3 separate regions of the Mus musculus genome follow, and all the other regions are linked to region 3. A link is a contact called in public Hi-C data. All regions are on one chromosome and are shown on one strand. The core of a region is the stretch at or near the end of the contact, and the rest is flanking DNA. Distances in the headings are between cores, read along the strand shown. Region 1 holds the start of Gap43 (growth associated protein 43). Region 2 has its middle 39 kb from the start of Gap43. Region 3 overlaps Gap43 (growth associated protein 43).

Evidence for each region. Hi-C and Micro-C count contacts between places; a contact is called where the count stands out from the background.
Region 1: a Hi-C map of the N1E-115 cell line shows a contact between it and region 3, with 8 times the contacts expected there. The contact joins the promoter of Gap43 here to the enhancer-like site in region 3. A contact is called at or near these places in 1 of 39 promoter capture datasets (macrophages), 14 of 484 Hi-C or Micro-C datasets (the N1E-115 cell line, brain, cerebellar granule neurons and 8 more), 2 of 115 datasets of contacts at active chromatin or transcription factors (embryonic forebrain and embryonic stem cells) and 3 of 9 other capture datasets (adipose tissue, liver and pancreatic islet).
Region 2: a contact with region 3 is called in a Hi-C map of the N1E-115 cell line, with 5 times the contacts expected there. The contact joins two enhancer-like sites. A contact is called at or near these places in 3 of 484 Hi-C or Micro-C datasets (the N1E-115 cell line, immediate neuronal precursor and olfactory sensory neurons) and 3 of 9 other capture datasets (adipose tissue, embryonic stem cells and pancreatic islet).

Annotation. Positions count from the first base shown.
Region 1 is chr16:42,337,813-42,342,679 of GRCm38.p6, forward strand. It overlaps Gap43 (growth associated protein 43), which reads right to left and starts at 2,839. Exons shown (of 3, transcript NM_008083.2): 1 at 2,661-2,839. The coding sequence starts at 2,690.
Region 2 is chr16:42,377,194-42,382,130 of GRCm38.p6, forward strand. No RefSeq gene overlaps it. Among named protein-coding and RNA genes, the nearest start is that of Gap43, 39 kb to the left of the region's middle. Within about 2 kb of position 3,223, at least 10 of the 459 cell types and tissues checked have an H3K27ac peak or open chromatin away from gene starts, as enhancers often do. A contact at or near this core is called in the N1E-115 cell line, where this site is marked.
Region 3 is chr16:42,273,640-42,278,554 of GRCm38.p6, forward strand. The region is part of intron 2 of Gap43 (growth associated protein 43); the gene reads right to left. Among named protein-coding and RNA genes, the nearest start is that of Mir6540, 27 kb to the right of the region's middle. Within about 2 kb of position 2,107, at least 50 of the 459 cell types and tissues checked have an H3K27ac peak or open chromatin away from gene starts, as enhancers often do. A contact at or near this core is called in the N1E-115 cell line, brain, cerebral cortex and 3 more, where this site is marked.

The DNA of each region.
Region 1 (4,867 bases), core at 1,589-4,088, 65 kb after region 3:
CTGAGACTGCTTGCTTTTGCTGCTCAAGTGGAAGGGGAAGGAAGTGCAAGCCCTCCAGTCCCCCTCCCACATCCCTGCTGGATTTCATGGGTGTGGCAGAGTTAGACCTTTGCAGGTTCCTGCCCTCATTTTAGTCCCTGTTAAAAAAGCTGGAGTGATAAACACCTTCCAGGAGAAGGAACGAAACCCTTGGATTCTGACTGGAATGATAGAGGGTCATTTCACAAGAAGGAAGCCAGCACGAGACTTAAGTATCCATACTATATGAATACCAGTCAATGTAATATGAGCCCACGCCCTGAAGACACCATTTCCTTCTGTCTGGTTTAATAATACCTTAAATACTGACATATGCAAATGACAAGTAATGTTGCTACATGGAGGCACATAACCATTTCATACCTAAGAACCTATTCATAAAACATGTGCGTAGAAAGAACCGTTGCTAGACATTCCATTTCCTCCTTCACATCAGTGATGCTAAAGCACAGGGAGGCATGTGAAATCCATACAGAGCACATGCGTAATGGTTGCATTGGAAGTATGTGCATGCTGTACACATTTACATGCAAATTCCTACAAGTCCCTAAACACGTAATTTCATCTTCATCACTTTGCACATCAGAGTGTGTGCTCCGGGCTGTCAGTGAGAGGAAGCTAGTGGAAGCAGCTGTCCTCATTCTTTTGGGAGGGAATTCCGTTAGCCCCAATTCCCTGTCTATAAACCATGCTTGGTTCCCTTTACTGAAGGATATGTGTGGATACTCCCATGCACAAAAATAGGGTGGGAACAAGCTGTCAGCCAGCCACACTTTTCTTTCCAAAATCCAAGCCTTTAAAACGAATAGCATTGGTTTCCTTAAGGCTCCACCTTCCTAAATTGTATTTTACCAGCTGGCCAGTGCAGTCATCTTGCAACCTTTTTCTGAGGGTGTGCTTAACCCCCTGGCACCTGTATCTGTTACATTCATATATCAAAATGAAGGAAGACATGGGAATAAATGTTTACAAATGTTCCAATGGAAGTATCAGTTTCTGGAACCAAGAGCAGTTAGAGAAATACAGGCAGCAACACCCCCCCTGCCCCGCCTTGCCAGACTTTTCTCCATTCACCCCTTCACAGCCAAGGATCTGCATTTATTTATTTGCTTGTTTGTTTATTGTAGGCTTGCTTCTCCTCTAACTACTTTGGCATTTGGCTTTTACCTCTTTTTCTAGTCCTTCCTCTTCCCCACCCCCCACCCCTCCTTCCAGGGCGCTGGCTGCATGTGGCCAGGCTGAAGGGCTGTTTCCTCTGTACCCTCCCCCATCCCCTTTGGATTCAGAAAGTGTCTAACAAATTGTCCAATTTCCAATACCTGCACAAGAATAATGCCAAATACCCCTGTCTTGCACCCCGCCCTTACAGCAATCAGTTTGCAGAGGGGGTCTACAACCACGACTGCCATCCCACCCCACCCCGCCATGGGCACACTCACACACAGGCACACACACTCATTCCAACCCCACACCCATTTTTTTCTTTCTTAACCTTCTCTAAAAATCACTCAAACATGCTCCTAGGGGTGTTTGAAGGCTACATTTGGAGAGCGTTCCTGTGCTGTGGATGACTGCAGGATCCCAAGCACCCTCACCTCAATTAAGTTTCTAAAACGTCTTTCACGAAATAAGTGAGCAATTTGAAATAAAATGGAAAAAAATAATCTAGGCGGTGGGGGAGGGGAGGTGGGGGATTGGGATTCTAGCTCCTCTTGGACAGTCCCTCATCCTGAGGACCACGAGTCACCCTCCTCCAGGATATTAACACACCTCAGGTCACTGCTAATGCCAGCAAAGACTCACAGGAAGAGGGGAAAGAGAAAAGCCCCGGTTTCCAACAGGTAATACGGGCTCGGCTCCCCTTTCCCATCCCATCTCAGCTCAAAGCTCCTAGGGGCGTGGTCCATCCTCTTCCCGGACCAGCTGGCACACAATCCGTTCCTGATCTCAGGAAGGGGGTTTTCCCCCTCGGCATAGGCAGTTCTCCCCCAACCCTTGTTGTCTTTAGGCTCTCTTTAAAAAATAAAAAATCTCCTAAATCAGTTTCATTCATTCGTTAAATAAATAAATAAAACCTTCACATGTTTTCCCACATACACCTGCGCCCCTTTGAAGCTCACGCGAGCACGAAATCAGGTATCTTCCGCGGCACATGTGAGAAAATTTGAATCACGGAACAGGCAATGTTGAAATGTGACTATAATTCCCCCAGACCTAATTTTCCACAAATAATATCAAGATTAGCTTTTTTGATCTCGTAGATAGAGCCCACATCGTCCCCACACCCCTTTCTGCATCCACACCCTCAAAACCAGAGACCTAGCGGCTGAGCACTTACTAATAGGCGAGGGGAATCATATTTCTAGCCAAGCCGGCATATTTCTCTCCCCTTACCCTAATTAGTAGCAGCATTCCAAAAACCAGATCATGAAAGGCAGAAAAGAATAACGCCGGGATGCAAGCATCAGTTACCGTATGCTAAGGAAGCCAGAGCATCATGCCAGGGCAGAAGCAGTTTTTTTTTAAAAAAAAAAATTTTTTTTTCTGCCTTTCACGAGGAAACCCTGTACTCTGATAATTTCACAACAGCAAAGAAGTAAAAAAGAAATCTTTAGCTCTACCTGTTTGGTTCTTCTCATACAGCACAGCATGGTGGTATCTTCCCCTGCCTTCTTCCTGCCTTCTCTCCTTTCCTCCTCTCTTCCTTATTCCCCCCCTCTCCACCTCTTTTCTGCTCGCTTGCTCACTCGCTCTCTCGCGCTAGCGCGCTCTCCCTCCCTCCCTCCCTCTCCCTCCCTCTCCCTCTCTCTCTCTCTCTCCCTCACACACACCAGGGCAGTTAGCAGCAACTGTAAGGTCCACAGCTATTGCTCACCGCACACGCACATTCTCTCTCTCTCTCTCTCTCTCTCTCTCTCTCTCTCTCTCTCTCTCTCTCTCTCTCTCTCTCTCTCTCTCTCTCCCTCTCTCCCCCTCTCTCTCCCTCTCGTCCCTTCCTCCTCTTTCCTTCCTCTCTCCTTTTCCTTCCTTCCTTCTCCTCTTTCCTCCACTCCCCACCCAATCTTTTTCTTCCTTCTCCCTGGGTCCCTTTCTCAGAATTGTTTGCTAGCTTCCAGTGACTAATCACTTCCCGTAGCCCCTACCCCCATTTCTAGACAGTCACCCCCTCCCAGTCCCCTGCCAGCCTCATGAATATTTAAACACCTCCAATCTGGACCCAATTACCCACTGACTTTCCGCACTGCATTGGGAGGGCTATGGGGTGGGGGTAGAAAGGATATTCCAGAGAGTTGGAGAGATTGGATGGAACATGTTTTAGGGAAGTGGGGCCCGAGGAATGCTCCTGTTTCTTTTCTAACTCTCCTCTTTCCCAGTACCACAAGAAGGAAAATGCAAAGAGGACCTAGAGGTGCACATAAGTTACAGCTGCCATTAGATTTTACGCGCAGTTGATAATCATGGAGGTTCAGTTTTCTCAACACTAACTGATTTTATTTATATAACCTAACTGCACACATATGATACTCTTAGCTATGCACAAATATATCACCTACAAATGTGTCAGTACGCTACACACACACACACACACACACACAGCAGTCAAGCATTCTGAGCACTTGAATGTGGAATAAACTATGGTCTAGGAATTAGACTCCATATCTAAAACTACATAGTGGGTTATTTGCTTATGCACACAAGCTTCTTTGACAGTTGTGATTCTTTCTAATTAGCTTAGTGTCTGTGAATGACAGATTTCTGTAACACTAACATTTAATGTCTTACATTCTGAGAGCAATGGACACAGGTAAACTCTGTCTTGAGGAAAGATGCATACCATGAAGTCCACCTCAGTTCCTTCTAGTGCCTCTGCTATTCTGGGGGGAGGGGGGCGATATGACTTGTAAATCTGTATTGTGCAAAGTTTAGACATTTGGTATTGTGTGGCCTTGGAGAGCCCTTTACATCTATAAAGTGGCTATAATAATGTCAGTCATGCCAACACATTTTAGGACGGGAGGCAATGTGCACAGGACACTCTGGAGCCACTCTTGACATAGGTAGTTTTACAGACAACTTTTCTGAAATGTTGGTAACATTTCTAAGTGACTACGTCAAAGAACTTTCCAGATGATTTCTTATTGTTCATTACTGATGACAAGTATCTAATTAAATAGCTCATGTTGTTCTTTATCCCTCCTAGACATGAACTTTTTTTAACAGACAACGGGCAGACAACGTGCTATCATGTTTATTTTGGAACTGCTGAGAGCCTACTTAATAGATTAAGGGGCACGCCTTTTAAAAGATGGCCAGAGTCAGTGATGGTGATACTAGGGATGATGGTTAGAAATTAACACTAGGGCGTCTCTCTGAGAGTGACCCAATTTACAACGCGAAGCCATTTGTTGCCCCCCCCCCTCCTTGTGTTCCTTGGTTTTCATACTTTATGATTTTCTTTAAAAAAAATACCTACATTCTGGGTTTAATAGTCTCTTAACTTTGCAATAATCCCTGTCAGAGCTGAGTCTTCAAAACCAGCTTCCATGGACATAAGTGACAGAAGAGGGCAGAGAATGGATGAGAAGTGACTCCTAATGGAAACATTGAAGCTAGGGATTAGAATCAGTCTTCTAGTGCTAGAAAGGACCAAAGGGAGGAAGCCCGGCCTGCCTGCAGAGCTGTGAGTGTCGGAGAAGAAATAACTTCTTTTACCTTTTACCACTAAAATGGGGTTTATTGCTCAAGCCATAAGATCATTGTCTTTCCCTTCTCTGTCCTCCGCTACCTCAGAATCTCTCCTAGCTTTCCTTGCTGTTTTGTTTATGGG
Region 2 (4,937 bases), core at 1,973-4,472, 100 kb after region 3:
TTGATGGCTTCCAGCCTGTTTCTTGTCTAATGAAAGACTCTGTATCAAGGATATGAGTGATAATGGAGCAAACTGGCATTCCTCGGCTTCCACTGTACACAGCTGCACACACATCTTTATACACACACATAGAGAGTAAATAAATAAACAGACTGCATTCAAAGGAGTTGGGGTTGTAGTTCAGTAGTAAAGAAGTCTTTAAAATGCACTTGGTCCATGAACTCAGTACCCAAATGCCAATTGCTGGCACCACAAACAAACAAACAACAAAACACATTCAACTCTGAGGAGATGGCTAAATGTGATCCCAGTGTGTGTGTGTGTGTGTGTGTGTGTGTGTGTGTGTGTGTGTGTGTGTGTGTGTGTGTGTATTAAAGGCCATATGCTAAGATGTATGCTTGTAATCTCTGCACTGGGGAGATAGACAGATGGATCTCAGGATCTTTCTGGCCAGCAAAAGTGGCTAGCTCCACATTCAGTGAGAGACCATGTCTCAAGAAATACAGTGGAGAGTGGTGAGGGAACACACTTAGTACATACATGTACGTATAAACACTGTCCATGTACATGTGGGGACACACACACCCTTTCAATGAGAATATCAATAGACATAAACACTTTTAATTTATTTTAACACAATTTCAAATGTATAGAAAATGATTAATAATAATAACAGCAACTTCTATGTTTTCCAAATACAAATTCACTAACATCTTTCATACCTATCTACCTGCTTCCTCATAAGATACACAAGCGTCCCAAACCGTTTCCAATGGGCTTGTGAAAACCACGCCTCTTACTCTCCAGTGCTTCAGCATTTCCTGAAAACAAATATACATCCTTGTATAAATTTAGGGCAATTATTTCATTCAATATGACATTTATTCTGTACTATTATCTATTATAAGGTTTATTAGCAAACATTGCCAATTATTTCATCACTTTTCATTGTAGCAACCCTTCTGCCCCATCCCTTACTCAGAATACAGCCAGGATAATGTATTTCATTAAGTTATAAACAATGCTTTTGCCCTTTCATCTGAAACAGTATTCAATGTCTTCTATGAAGCTAATATTTTTAATATAGGCGTGGTGTTGAGAGTTAACCTGATATTTCTCCAGGTACCCAGGCAGGTGACAAATTTCCATCAGGTATAATACATGAGAAGTGGATTACTCCGTATGTGCTACATCAAGTGGCACTCAATATCAGGCTGTGGTATAACTGGCGACATTAATTCTGGTCACTTAGTTGAGGCACTATGTGTCCAGTTGGTCCACTGTGAAGTTATTATTCTCCCCTTCATATTAACATGAGAAATTTTCTCATTAAATTTCCACCAGCCATGAAAACATTTCCATAATGATTCTTTCCCAATTGTTACAACTATTTAACAATTTTTCTAATTTTGGCCTTTTTTCCATATAGTAACTTGGAGGCATTAGTCAACTATTTTACGTTTTTCTATGAATCCATTGGTGCTTTATTCAGTAAGTTATAGCAAAGCACTGTATACTTCTGCCATAAGGTTCTCCACGCTTAGTAAGGGAGCCCTTTTGTGTTGAGCACTGTGACTTTTGTCCAGGTCTTGGTTACTTTATCAGCCACTTTGAATCACAGCAATATGTTTTAAACTCACCTTGTATCTTCTCTGCATCAGCTCTGGAATAAGCTTTGGTCCTTTCCCATGAGACACGGTACTTAAAATATAGCTAACAATTATAGCTTAAACTACAAATTTTAAGAGCTCCTCAGTGCTTTTTCTGTTATGGCTAGGGGTTGGCTGGGCAAATCTAATGGTTAAAAGGCATTATAGTCTAAATCTTAAGACAAATATAAAATGCAGCAACATTTCTTCTATGTTAAATTCTAACATACACCAAACTCTTAATGGTGGCCTCTTGTAGGATAGAAGGAAAGTAAAAAATTCTACATTAATTGCTCACACTGACTATAAGGCAGCCGCCAGTTCAGAAAATCATCAAAATGTAAAAATATTCTTTTTGAAAATCAAGAAAATAAGCAATTTGCCTCAAAGCTTGCATCATTACAACTTCATGCAGAATCATTCAAGTGATTTAAGGAGAATGTTGAATAATATCACAAACAAATTTGTTATATTTATTCTCCTATTATCTAAACTATATCTTTTTTCTTTTCCCAGGCTGTGGTGAAAATTAACAAGAGATATTGAATAGAAGCCTGTATTTTAATTTTCCTTCTTACTTAGCAGTGTTGGAAATTGAACATATGCATGCTAGGTAAGTAATTTACCTCTGGAGCTGCTGTAATCATGGAAGGTGAAGGATGTTTTTATCTCAACCCTTATTTTAATTTTTGTACATATATGAATATCTATATTTTGCAGATAGGTAAAAAGAAATCGCCACTGGTATTTTTATTCCTCAGTGGTTGAGTTTGAAGAGGATCTGTTAGTACTGGGAGCAGGCTGCCTCTCCTTGTATTTTCTCATGTGTGTACATTTTAGAAGGTATAACATATTTCCCTCAGTCTGAAAACCTAAAGATCTTAAATACAAGAATATTTTACCCAGGACTATGACATACAGATAACATTTTGACGATATCATGGTTTAAATTCATGCCCAGCTCTACCTCTAATAGCCTGGAACACGCCTTGCCTCTGCCACTTCTCTGTTTGCACTCTTAGGAGTTTAATTGACCTTACCAGTCCTGCCTTCTCATATGTGAAAGAAAGGTAATGTCCCAAAGGATGACCTGCAACAAAAGGTCATTGTAAAGATGGGATGAGAGAATTCTTGGAGAATGCATAGACCAATGACTGATATTCAATAGTGTCAGCTAATGAAAAGTTGTCTAAAGGTTGAAGAGACTGCCATTTCTGTATCTCAAATGGATATTTTTCCTTTGCATGAACAAACACATGTGATTCAACAGGATATCTTTCTAAAACTGTAGAATGAGAGTTTTATTAGGAAGTTTAACCTAATAACTCCTCATACATCAGAGTTTATTAGGAAGTTACCCTAGGTGTTCGAGGGTCCTACCAATACTGGTTGCCAGCTCTCCAAACTTATCTTTTGCTCTGGTATCTTCCACCCTCACATCTCTAGGAAAGCCTGGGATCCTAAGAGCCCTCCCCTCAGAAAACAGATTCAACATTTTTTGAGTACTAGATAAATAGAAAGGGGAGAATGAGCACACACCCAGCAGTGTTGGCTCAGGCCTTCCGTGGGTTACACAGGCTTGCAGTGACTTTTTCTCAGGCTTACTATTGCTAGTCCTAGGAGCACGTAAGCTAAGACAAAACAGCATAGATGACTAACATTTTAAAGAATGCAGGAGATATCCCTCATCTTCTCTGATCAAGATTTCCCCATTTCCCTTTTAATTCTTTAATTGGTCTTTCTTCTAAGAGGGATTTGCTTCTTTGTTTGGCAGGCTTCAGCTGACATCTGTATTGTTTCTGCAAGGCTGGGCCAGAAGGTTTGCCTCTTAAAGGAGTTCTAGGGGATTCCCTGCCACTTTCTAGGCTTTTTTTAATGCTATCGAGGGTCTAGTGAACTGAGGAGGGATGATGCCTGAGTGTGCAGAGACAGGAGAGACACTGGGACTCCCTCCTTTATTTCAGAGCAATTACATCACTCACTCTGGCCAGCCTCCCAGAATGATGTGCGAGGCTGTGGATGAAGCAATAGGTACCAGAGCACTGTCACAGGTCCCCTGCCATCTGCACAGCTCACCTCCTGTAAAGTTTCAGCAGCCATACGACTAACTCTTGGGAGCATCTCCCACATTTTTCTTGCTAAATTGGTTAGTCCAAAGGTGTTTACCTAAGCTGGAAAAGAATTTTCTGGAAAATAATAAGCATATAGGAAGAGGTGGGAACACAGCTCGGAACATCATTCCCCAGGGGCTCCACTACAATGTGATTTAAACAAAGAGCATAAGAACAAAAATGTGGTTATATGATCATCATAAGAAGCAATTTATAACAATTACCTCTTCGGGGAGAACTATTTCCATCTTGCCCCGAGGAAGCCTCAGGTGTTTGTTTCAGTGGGTAAAACCCACCAACACTAAAAAAATCTTTTTAAAAGCAGGTCACCAACTGAGTTTAGTTTTACACTTTACTGCTCAGGCATCTCTGCTCCATTGGTGCCCTGCTACTGCTCCTATACCCCCCAGCTCTGTCAACCACGGCTCAAAAGACTCAGAAGTGCTTCACATCCCCATTTCTCTCTAGAAGCTTAATGCTTTTACAGACTAGACACATGGCTGCCTTAGTCTTTCTGGCTGCTTGTTTACTGCCTAGGATTGCTTATCTATCTGACTTCTGCTATCGGCCTATATACCCTCTGCCTTGGGGTTTCCATGGCTGTTCCAGCTCTGTGATTTTCATCCTTGAGTTCAGTGGTTTGCCAATGATCTAATTCAGCCGACTGACTGTCTGCCTCTGGCTTCTTAATTAGCTCCCAAGGGGCTTTTCTTAAAAGTCCTTCTGGATCATTTTGAAAGGGGCATTTCTGATGCAGAAAAGCTTCTTTCCCATCAGGAGGTGTAGCTTAAAGCTTGCTTTGCTCATTCTACACACAGGCCACCAAGGCCCTCGAAGATGAAGACATGCTACAAAGGAGATCAAGGCAGAAATAATTTCTCTTTATGCCTTTGTTTACTCAAAGGTATTATATGACCACCTATTATACTTAAAACTGGCAGGGCTACAGTGACAAATATATTTCCATTCCTATCTTGGAGGTCTTACAGTCCAGAGCAATATATCTTAAATTTCATTGTGCATAAAAATTACCCAGGGAGCTTATTAAAGTCCAGATATAAATGTTCTGTAAATCAGTGGTTCCATAGTATAGAATACATCCTGAGCCTTGGTAATTTTTGATAAATACCTTAGAAAAGTGAAGTAAGAGACCATGTAGGTACTTTGAGAAACAGAT
Region 3 (4,915 bases), core at 857-3,356:
GGTTGCCGGGAATTGAACTCAGGACCTCTGAAAGAGCAGTCAGTGCTCTTAACCACTGAGCCATCTCTCCAGCCCTTGGACAAAATTCTTTAAATTGAAGCTGGGAAGATGGATATGGTCATTAGGAATTAAAAGAAAGAGGGAGGGAGAGATGGAGGGACGGAGGGAGGGAGGGAGGGGGAGAGGGGGAGAGGGAGGGGGAGGGATGGGGGAGGGGGAGGGACAGAGGGAGGGGGAGGGACAGAGGGAGGGGGAGGGGGAGGGACAGAGGGAGGGGGAGGGGGAGGGACAGAGGGAGGGGGAGGGACAGGGGGAAGGACAGGGACAGGGACAGGGACAGGGACAGGGACAGGGACAGGGAGAAATAAGGAAATTGGTGTCTGAGTATAGGCAACCCTTTTGAGAAAGAAATACTCAAGAGCCAGAGAGCACAAGTCTGAATCTGGAACCTGTCACTTCCTAAATGTGGCGCCTTCATCACCTCATGTAACCTTTCTACACCTCAGCCTCCTCAGCTACAAACACCCCCTGGTAGGGTTGTTTGGTGTGTGAGGCACATAGATGGCTAAGCAGTAAATGCACCTATCACTTTATCCTGGAAAAGATGACTCGGTTATCAAATTCTATTCCAAGTCCTAGAGTCCAAATTCACAAATAGTATTATTTGAGCAATTTTGTGAGGATCCAGCCAAGGCTGGTCTGGTCTCGTAGCACATTGTGACAGCCGCAGATTGAGTCCCTGCAAAGGCGGGCCACGTTCCATTCTTCTGCTTAATGTAATACTCAGGTGTTTCAAAGCAGTCTCATGATTCTGAATAGTTAATGACTCCCTCAAACTTCTTTATTTTTGGAGGACCCCAAAAGATTTCTTTTGTGATTACGCTGAATTTCGGTGGTGGTGTGTGAAAAGGACTATTGAAAATGTTAAGGCAGACATTTCTGTGCTACAAAGCCAGATGATCTTACATTCTGTCAAACGGAAGTCTTTATCAACTAATACTTCAGCATTACACTAAAAACTGATATCTGTATAATGCTCCTGACACATTTTATGACTGCAATTACTCTATTTCTAATGTTGCATATGTTTTATTATATCTAAACCTCCCCCAATTGGAAATCCAATAATAACATAGATAGCAATTATTAATCAAACATTAGGGTAACCATTTCCTTAATCACATTAGACTATAGAGCTCAGTTGGTCCCTTTTATTCTAATCTGACTTTATTTTATAGGAAAATAAAAGTATTAATGTGAGGGTTATAGAGAGGAGAGAGACTGAGACTCTGATCCATCCACACACATGAAGTTTTGTTGCTCCCTTCTGTATCTATAAAAGTAAATAATAGCCTAAGCACAGAGTGACTGTGGCTTCAGGAAGTTACTACATATACAGAATTTAGCAATTACTCTAGAACAAAAGCATAAATAATCTATAGTTTTCATCAGTGTTATATTTGCTTGCTCCTTTTAAAAACTGGTTTTCTGGTGTTTTTGTTTGCTTTGTTTTTATTTGTTTGTTTGTTTTGTTTTGAAACTGGATTTCTGGGTAGTCCTGGCTGTCTTGGGACTCTCCCTGTAGACCAGGCTGGCTTTGAACTCAGAGTTCCACTCACCTCTATTTCTGGAGTGCTAAGATTAACGGTATTCTCTACTAAGTCCTTTGCTCTTCCAATGACTTTTCGTAAGGACCTAATAGATGATTGTCAGACCAAGGACTGACAAATTCGAAGTGATCAGATACGAATTAGGTTGTTTTCACATTTTAATTAAGACTTGGGATAGATAGCATTGGGAACAGAGTCACAATTGTTATTGTGAAGAATCCTCAATAAATTATGGGACTTCAATAGACAAATGGAGCAAGTACTATATTCTTGTAGATTTACTACAGGAGGATGACGGTTGGTATGTAGCTGAAAGGGCAGTCTACACCCTCCGCCCTCAGCTGCCTGCCACATCAGTACAGCCCCAGGAGGCTTCAGAAGATGTGCTCAGGTCTCTTGAGTGGCTGCATCTCCCCCCACCCCCCAGAAGCGACAGGGGACAAATGGCTGCTGGCTCGCTACACAGTTCCACTTCACTCTGCTCCCACCCTCTTGCCAGCCCACCAGGCACGTGCCAACAATGAGCTGCCTGCTTCACTGGGATCCTCGGCTCCATTAATAAGCCCTGGAAGGCTGATAATTGGAGATTTGCGGAGCCTGCCGTCTTTCAATGAGGCGGGTTGTTATGGAAACCGCAGGCAGAGCATCATGTACATATTATTGATCCTTTAAAATAATAATAAAAAAGGACCATTAGAATGTAATGTCCCTTTTTCTTACCTCACTTGGCTCCCATCGTTTTCTTTGAGAAGTTTGTCATCAATTTGCACACGTGACAATTCACAGCTCATCTCTCTCTTTATCTCTTAGCACCCGCCCCACCCCTTTCTTAATTACAGAGAATCTTTCACCTCTAGCAGGAGAAAAAAAGTCAGCTGAGCAGAAAACCAAAGGAACACCAAAGAGAACACTCTCAATCTAATTTAACACCAAGGCATTAACTCGATAATTTGAGACAAGAGAAATCAGTCATGAGTATCAATGCACATTTCCTCGCCATTAAAAATAATAATAATAAATCGAACAGAGCTTAGAAATGACTTCGGAGCCCCACCCTAGTTTATTCTGGTGGCAAGATGTTCACCACCCACGATGAAGCACACACGGTGCTCTGGAAAGGAGCCCCCAGCGCTCAAGCCAAGGAAAAAGCCGGACTATTTTTCTGAACTACTTTTAAAATTTAGCTTTACACTCTTGCAGAAAAAAATCCAATTACTCCTTTTACTTAAGGAATACAGACATAATGCCGAAGTGTACCTGACTGGGAGGCCTGTGATCAGCATTAAATGAATGTGCCTGAAGGCTGCTTTGGACTTCAGTGTCACCCAAATTCCTTGCGTTGAAAAGGCCTGGGCGCCATTGTTTCTTGGTGAACTTCCCATTTTTCCCCAGCAGAGGGCAACAGAGTAATACTGTTCCCGACCTTGAGGTCTGCGGACCAGCCACGAATCCAAAGCAAAGCACACAATTGGTTCAGGAACGATTTGCTGTGGCAAGGTCCTACTTTGAAGCCTTTCTGAAGTTAATTGTATTTTTAAGTCCTTTTAAAGGTAACCAAAATCTAAGTCTAGAAATATTGTTTACCAAAGTCATGAAGTCATGGGAGTGGATGAACTAAAATTAATGTTACATTGTGAAATGGATTTCGAGAGCAGGTAATGCTTTGCAGTGGCCTTATCTCTATAGGATAAGGTCTTATCTTATATCTAAGACCTTTGAATCCATAAAATACTATGACATCAGTTGTCATACTATTTTAATGTAGCAAAAGCATCTGCCATTGTTTAGTTTAAAGCCCCAATCACTTCAGGTCTGAACATTTTAAGGTCTAACACAGTCACCTTCCCCTCCCTGGTGCTATAGCAATGTTGCCTAATTAAGTTCACTTCCTTCATTCAGATACCTGCCACCCTGGTGACATCTGAACTTACTCTCTGCAATTAGACTGTGTTTCCAGTCAAACACATACTTTCACATAGCTCTGGGGCCAGGAGTTCGTTTTGTTTGCTTGTTGTTTGCTTGCTTGCTCCTTTTTAAAGGCCTTACATTGCTTCCAGATTGTACACTGAACAACAGCATTTTTCTTTTTACTTTTATATACCAGTATTCTTTACAACGCCTAGAGCTCTTGCGTAAGTCACACCTGCTAGCAAAGGAAAGTTATCTGTATGACAATGAAACGAGCTCCTTGGGTTACCTTGTCTCCTCCACGATGAGCCTAACTCATTATGTGACTGTTCAAGGTGATCCTACAAGACACGTCACTTTTCATTAGAATACACACACGCACAGCCCGTCCTGGGGATTGTTCGAGTACAGTGGGCTGAACAGTTTTGAAAACTGGTCCCAGCTGAATAGCTGATGAAAGACCAAACTCTCATCCATATTGACACACAGTAAAACATGTTACAGACCATTCCAGGAGATGAAAGGACTCTGTGAGACCCGCTATGCCTCGGTCAAAGTGACATCTAAGTTTCCTAAGAAGATTGAAATCTAAGTTGAAATCATTATACTTGTACTTACCTAGAAAGAGCATATTACCCATTTCTCTCAAGAGTTTCCAACTCTGTCTATCAAATCCCTAGATTGCAGTTTCTGAGGGACCAATTACAGGCAGCCTAAATTAATCCTACCCTCACTACCTGGTGGCCTTGGCTAACTTCCAGGCTCAATCATCACTGATAATGTAAGTACTTGGTAATGTTGCTGAGCTCCAAAGTAGGCCAAGTAGAATAGCCTCCGACTCTCAGGAGACTCGGTATATCATTATGTGTCTCTCTCTAGCTGACCACAATAAATTAAGTCATATTTGTACATTAATTTCCTCTTTAAAGTCAGGGGGTTGGTACCAAGGTACAAAATAATGTTTTCCAATAATTTCAGATTTTAAAAAAAAATTTTAAAAATTGGTCAGTTTCTATTAAACACTTGCTATATGTTCAAGGAAATACATTGTAGGAACTTTATATGCAAACCATTTAATGCCAATTGGGTTCGTCTCTGAGATCATTTCATAATGATGAAACCCATACTGAGCTATTGACAGAGCTCCTTAGGGACCATGTCTGTGCTTCAAATTCAATTCCAAGACCTGTACTCTCCCTCCTGTGTCACAGTCGAAGAGGACACTTACCTAACTCAACAGCTGCTGCAGTGCTCTGTCTACTGATGCAACAGCTAGTTATTCATAGCATACTTTCTTCTGTAAGATGAGTCCTTTGCATCATTTAAAATGCATCACTTTGTAAATATCTTGTGGTAGTCTGGGATTGGATGTATCATTAAAGGTACCCAGCAAGAAG